Linked DNA regions of Mus musculus: region 2 is linked to region 1. The links are chromatin contacts, called in public promoter capture Hi-C maps. All regions are on one chromosome and are shown on one strand. Each heading gives the region's core, a stretch centred on a gene start, on an enhancer-like site or on the middle of the called end of the contact. The rest is flanking DNA. Distances are from core to core; before and after follow the strand shown.

Region 1 (3,371 bases), core at 635-3,134:
CTTCAAGATACTGGGCGGGGAAGAGTAAAGAGAAGGAAGAGAGGACAGGGGTACGCCTCTCCCTCCTTTGCTCTTCATGTAAGTATCAGAAACTGCACACTAACTCCACTTCCTACCCTCACCCCCCACCCCCACGACGAAATTTCAAAAGTCATCCAAGTGGTCACGCCAGCAAAACATGTTCCTCAAAGCTTCGGCAAAGTTTAATTGCTTAAAACTATCTTTAAAAAATCACGGGTTTGGAAATCGCAACAAATAAGTTCATATGAACAGATACTGGGAACTAATTTTTTTTTTAAGTCACAAGACTTTCTGCCGAATATGGAACCAACAAGCCCGTCCATCTGCTGTGACAGAATCACACAGATCCTGGAGCCCAGAAAATGTCAGTAAGGACATAGCAGGCTTTCAATAAACATCTCTTCCAAACCAAGGCGGCCTTGGGATGAAAACCCACCTGACAAGGCAGGGAGGGGGTGTAATGAGGAAAATCTGACCCACTGTAAATTCTGGCTAACGTCTAGACTCAAAACAGAGACCTCTGGCTACATCACCGAACGCCTCAACAAAAACTGCAGGAGGCACCCGAACTGGATTTCGCTTTCGATTCGGACAAAACGTCCGAACTGGCTGCATAACTGCGGGACAATAATTGTTTCGATGGGGGGGTGGGGCGGGATGAGGGTTGCGCACTTCCCGAACCCGAAATGACGATCCTATTCCCATCCCCTCCCAAATCCTGGGGAGCCCCATCTCGTAAAGCCTCAGTTCACAGTTAAAAGCACCCCGAAAAGTAGCGCCCCAACAACTTTCACGTCCCCGCCCCCTGCCCACCAGGCCCACTTGTCGCGCAGGCGCACTGGCCTGGTGGAGCGGCCCTGCCAGCCAGCCCTTACCATGTACCAGGTCCCCAGGATGATCGTCCCGGTGCGGACATGGCAACAGCCGCAGCACCGGGTGCTGTAGAACCGGTCGCTGCGGCTCCGTTTGAAAGTCATGGACACCATCCGGAACCTCGCGGGCCTCGTTCTCGCCCAGGCCCCTGACAAAAGCTTTCGGCCCAGCGGTTCAACCCAGACGACTCTACGACGGTGTCCACAGCCAAAGGACGCGTCTTCTGGCCCGCCCTCGGCCCGGGCCCTTGCCAACTCCTGTGCGCCTGCGCTCTGGGCGCCCGGCGCCGCTCTCGCGGGACGTCGGCTCGGAATCTCTCCCTCCGCCTTCTGCCACATACAGACCAACGAAGAGCGGAAGGCCGGGCTACCTGGCTTCTGATTGGAGAAGATGTGGAGATTGAAACAGATCACGCCCAATCAAAAGTTCAACTCTCTCCGGCGCTGTTTGACCGCGGTGCGCGTGGCTGGGCTCGCTGTCGGGGGCTGTAGGAATTGAGGGTAACTCGGTAATTCACCGTCTCCCAGACGAGCTCCGCAAGGAGGAGAAGGGTGAAACAAGACGGAGTTGGTGGCAGACAGCGGGCACGGAGATTTTTGGCGCTGTCTTTCGCCACGTTGTCTTTGTCACTGCGAGGCCCACGTGACGTATTCGTGCTCTATTGTTGGGCCTGTCGGGGCGTGCCTGCGGGAAGGGGCGTGGCTACCATTCTGGCGTGGCCCTCTAGGCTCAGACCAGAAAGGAGGGCTCGCAAGTAGGCTAAAGGATTGGATTTCTGTCCTTCCCCCATCTCTCTGAAGCCTACTTAGAGGGAGCCAATAAATACCACTGGACTCTGCCAAAGGCCAAGGGATTAAGGAAAATGACAGCATGATAAAGTGGAGAAACCGCTTAGCTGTTGAGTTTATACAGATAATAGTGATTTTTTTTTTCTTCTTGAAGAGAAAGATTGTGAAGGACATTGAAATAGGCCAGAAAAACAAGCAAAAAAAAAAAAAAAAAATAGAGAATGAGAGAGTGTGTCTTAAGTGAGAAACAAGCCACACTTTTCTGCATGCTCTGATGCCAGAGTGAGCCTCAACTTTCTGTGGGATGCTGGACATTTCTACAGCATGTTACACGAGACTCACTGACTCATACCTCTTCTCAGAGAAAGCCATTTGACATAAGTTGGGTGATTCAGTTATCATTTTTACTTCAACAATGGGTGCTTTATATTCACTCTATAGTTCCTTCTAACATCTTATGATCCTCATTAACTGAGTCAAGTTTTTGACTGAATTTATTTTGTATTTGTTTTAAGATTTGTGGCTATCAGCCGGGCTGTGGTGGCGCACGCCTTTAATCCCAGCACTTGGGAGGCAGAGGCAGGTGGATTTCTGAGTTCAAGGCCAGCCTGGGCTATGCAGAGAAACCCTGTCTCAAAAACAAACAAACAAACAAACAAGGCTTGTAGCTACCTTGAGAAGGAATGAAACTGTACCATAGTGTGCAGCTGTGGATAATAGGCATAATCAAATAAACACTGAATAATTTCAAAGAACCTCAAAAGTATTTTGGAAAGAGGAAGGGAAGAGATGTCAGGACAAAATCCATGCCTTTACCATAATTTAAGCCAGTAGACAATGCTAGAATTTTATTAATGAAAATATAGTATATATGAAGAGGTGGTAAGTGGGTAAAGTGCTTGCAAAGCAATCGTGAGGATTCATGGAAAACCAGACGCTGTGGCTTTACCTTTCTGTAAAACCCAGCTGTTACAGCCAGACAGATGTCTTGAGTGAGGAGACATCCCTGCAAGCTCTCTGGCCAGCTAGCCTAGTGTATGAGGAAGCAAATGAGGGGGATGCAGGATTTGTGGGTCTTTAAGGTTCCTAGAATATGTGTGTGAGTGAAAAAACGCTACATGTGTAGCAGTCGCTAGAGGAAGCCAGAAGCAGACATAAGATCCCCCTGGAGCTGAAATTGCAGGCTGCCTGATGTGGGTCCTGGGAACTGAACTCTAGGCATCTGAAAGAGCAGAAAACACTTGGTTTTTTAGAAGACTGTGTTTTATGTATATGAGTGTTTTGCCTACCATAATTGAAGCCAGTAGACAATGCTAGAAGTTTATTAATGAAAATATACTATATATGTCTGTTAAGAACATGGACTGGGCATAAGGAGATGGCTCAGTGGGTAAAGTGCCCACTGGAGGCCAGAAAAGGGTGTTGGATTCTCAGGAACTGTTGTTACGACTGGTTGTAAGCCTCCATGTTGGTACTCGGAACCAAACCCAGGTCCTCAAGTGTTCTTAACCACTGAGTTATCTTCCCAGCCCCTCTTTAATTCATAGTCTCAATTTCCCTTCCCCGTTCTTTCTCTTTTCCTTTCTATTTTTGTTTTATGACATGATCGCAACCTAGCCTCCAGCTCACTATGTAGCTTAGGATGCTCTTCAGTTTCTGACCCCCTTGCTTCTGTCTCCTGATCCCCTA
Region 2 (3,371 bases), core at 490-2,989, 1.5 Mb before region 1:
TGAGGAGTGAGGGGATAGAGATTTTTCTGAGGGGAAACCAGGAAAGGGGACAGCATTTGAAATGTAATAAAGTAAATACCCAATAAAAAAAGAAAAAGAAAAATGGATGCAGAAGCTATTCTAGATTAGAGAGGTCATACAAAGCCTCAAACAGAGGCTCAGATGAAAAGTAAAACAAACAAACAAAACCCCAAAACAAACAAAAACAAAAACCAAAGACCATGAAGATGAGATGATGCTTCTCTGCAGAGATGACAAACACCACAGAGGCCAAAGGACAGACAGTTGGCATTTAGAGCCCTATATTGCTTGTTTATGGTTGCATGTTTGCCATAAACTCATCTTTCCAGCTTTCCTAGATGAGTTCTTGTTAGCTTGAGTCTGAGTTATGGCAGGTAAAGTACACAGCTTCACTGGTGAATGTCGGCTAGCCAATTAACTCAGGTATCACAGTAGTGACAACAGCTGAAGGATGAGGAAGCCTGTCTTGCATAGCACACAGCTCATGCTGTCTGGAAGACATCAAGATGAAAGGCTTGATCATCCTGGATTCAGATCTCCCCCCTTTCATATCTGTCTCCCATTCTATCAGCCATAATATCCCAGAACAAGTTCTCCAAACTCTCTGAGCTTCATTTCCTCTTTGTGCAGAATGGAATGAGCGTGGAGTTTGTGACCTCTGTGGGGCTGCAAGGCTACTCTAGACTCGTTTCTTCATTTGTGAAGTGCAGACAGCAATGCCAGCCTCCTATTGACATCTTGAAGATTAAATAAGATGATGCATTTGCAGCTGTGCTGAGCAAAGTACTTGGGGCAGATGGGATTCATAATATTTAACCTCATCTTAAATAATTCAAAAAGATAAAAAAGCATTAGATATGTATAAGCCAGGTGTGGTGGAACATCCCTATAATCCCAGTGCTCAGGAGGCTGAGGCAGGAGGATAAATTGTTCAAGGTGCAGCCTGTATCATGGAGTGGGACCCTGTTACAAAGCCATAGTTGTGAGGATAGCTCAGTTAGATAAGCATTTTCTGTACAGTCATGAGGACCTGTATAAAGGGTTGGTGGAGTAGTGTGTGCCTATTAGCCCAGTGCTTCTGCAGGGAGATAAGGGGATCAGACCAGAAAAATCTTCAGAAACTAGCAGGCCAGATGCCCTGGTACTTGCAGGAATCAACCAAATAGGAAAAACAACAAACAAACAAACAAACAAACAAAAACCAACCCAAAATCAACCAACAAACAAAACCCCCAACTATCTCTAATATGGTAGAAGCTGAGTACCGACATCTAAAGCTTTACTTCAACTTTGCGCTTGCGCGCACGCGCGCGCGCACACACACACACACACACACACACACACACACACACACAGCATATGCGTACCCTTACTCCATATGAAATCACATATAACTTCCTGCACTTGTACATACTCAAATATGAAATAACTAACAGGCTAAAACAATACAAAACCAGCTATTTTGTTACTAATGTGCCTCTAGTTCCGTCCACTTAGAGTGCCATGCCAGGAAATTGGTGGGATGCTACATATGCTTAGCTGGCTGTAAGTCCTGGAAGTCCTCTCTGCAGTCTGCCCTCTCGCATGACCTTCGTTTTCTGCTAAATAATGCTGGGTCCTAACTGACAAAGCAGAGTCAGTGAAAGGAAATGTGTTCCAGGTGGTGTTTAGAGGTCTCGGGAACCACCAGCAGCCCACTTAACTGGTACAAAAGAGCAAGAGGTCCTATGTGAGACTTTCCATATGGAATCCTTTGTCTCTTCAGACCCTGGTCTCTGAATAGCTCAGTTGGCTGCTGCTCCAACTCAGCCAAATCTATGAAATATATTCATTTTCTGTCAGTTTATCCAGAAACTGGATAGGGCCTCCTTAAGATTATTTGTTTCGTAACAATGAGAATCTTGTATATCTGCACAACAATTTAAAATGCATGGACAGTTGCACATCTGTGATGTCAGACTCTACAAACAATGCTGGACCTTAGTCAAGGATCATTAACTTCCCTTCGGAGATGTCTCAGAAATGTCCAGGCTCATAAAGCCGAGAAAGCACAGAGTTAGGCTTGAATTCAGGTCTTCTGCATCTAAATAAATATTGACATGGCTAATCTCCAGAGTTTTACACTGTGCCAAGCTTGACTGAGTGACTTTACACAGTACCCTATCCATGCTTACATTTGTATGCTGCTGAGATAAAGTAACCTGATCCATGGCTCATCACTAGGGAGCACCAAGCTGAGATTAGAGCCTTGGCCACGCAGCTCCTACACCCAGTGCCACAGGTGGAAAAGGAAGCAAACAGCTTCTCCTCTGGTTGAGCTACCGGTTCATGTCCTTCATGTTTTTGCCTGATGTGTCCCTGTAAACTCACCCTTTGTGTTTCTTTTCATCTCTACCATCCCTGTTTCCCTGATCACCTCAGCCCTATTGGTTTAATTAATTCCATGCTTTACCCACGCCTTCTTTTGTTCCAATTCAAGCTCTGTGAATGAAGGCAGCTGATATAGTCACTATGGATGCTGAAATGGTTGCTTCATACTGTCAACCTGACAGGACCGAAAACCAATGAGGAGGCAAGCTTTTGGGCATTATTCCTGTAAGAGATGTTCTAGACTGGGTGAATTAGGGTGGCAAGACCTACTTTAGACATACATGGCCTCGTTCCATTATAAGGGGTCCTGGATCAAACACCAGTGAGAGCAAGTCAGTCCCCCTCTGCTTCCTGATGATGGACACAATGTGACCAGCTGCTTCAGTCTTCTGCTGTGGTAGACTGGGTCCTGGAACTGTGAACCAGAATAAATTGTTCTTCCTTTAAAGTGCTTAGGCCAGATGTTTTCATCACAGCCATAAGAAAAGTAGTCCAAAGACACAGAGCTTAATATATGAGGCAAACCCCCATAGATACAGAACCTAGGCTCTAAATGGTTTATCCTGCTGCTGCTCCAATAAGTCTGTGAAGTGTATTTTCTTCTGTCACCTTATCTATGATAGATACACAAGGTAAATTCCAACAAGTGCTCAGTAAATTGTGGTTAAGTGAATGAATTCATGAGTTCATGATACTTGGAAGACATTTACTTGTCAAGTCTCACTTTCCTCCTCTAGATAGGAAGAAAGATATGGAAATGGTAGCTGCTGTTTTGCTCTGCTTATTGCTTCTTTCTTGCCTCCAATAACAGACTCTTCTTTTCTAAACAAAACACACCCAATTCTGGTGGCCATTGGGTTGCTTTACTACTCAAACTTGCCTGGCCAATCAGGAAATGCCAACTTTATGGAGGTGATGGTGTATAGATGGAGCTGATAGTTCATAGATGGGTGTGCGCTCCAGACCCTGTGAGGTCAGAC

What was found. Promoter capture Hi-C pulls out the DNA fragments that hold promoters and counts their contacts.
Region 2: a contact with region 1 is called in a promoter capture Hi-C map of cranial neural crest. The contact joins the enhancer-like site here to the promoter of Laptm4a in region 1. A contact is called at or near these places in 4 of 39 promoter capture datasets (cranial neural crest, hippocampal neurons, macrophages and 1 more) and 1 of 115 datasets of contacts at active chromatin or transcription factors (astrocytes).

The regions. Positions count from the first base shown.
Region 1 is chr12:8,919,820-8,923,190 of GRCm38.p6, reverse strand. It overlaps Laptm4a (lysosomal-associated protein transmembrane 4A), which reads right to left and starts at 1,884. Exons shown (of 7, transcript NM_008640.2): 1 at 897-1,884. The coding sequence starts at 1,232.
Region 2 is chr12:10,424,994-10,428,364 of GRCm38.p6, reverse strand. No RefSeq gene overlaps it. Among named protein-coding and RNA genes, the nearest start is that of Gm38407, 20 kb to the left of the region's middle. Within about 2 kb of position 1,739, at least 8 of the 459 cell types and tissues checked have an H3K27ac peak or open chromatin away from gene starts, as enhancers often do.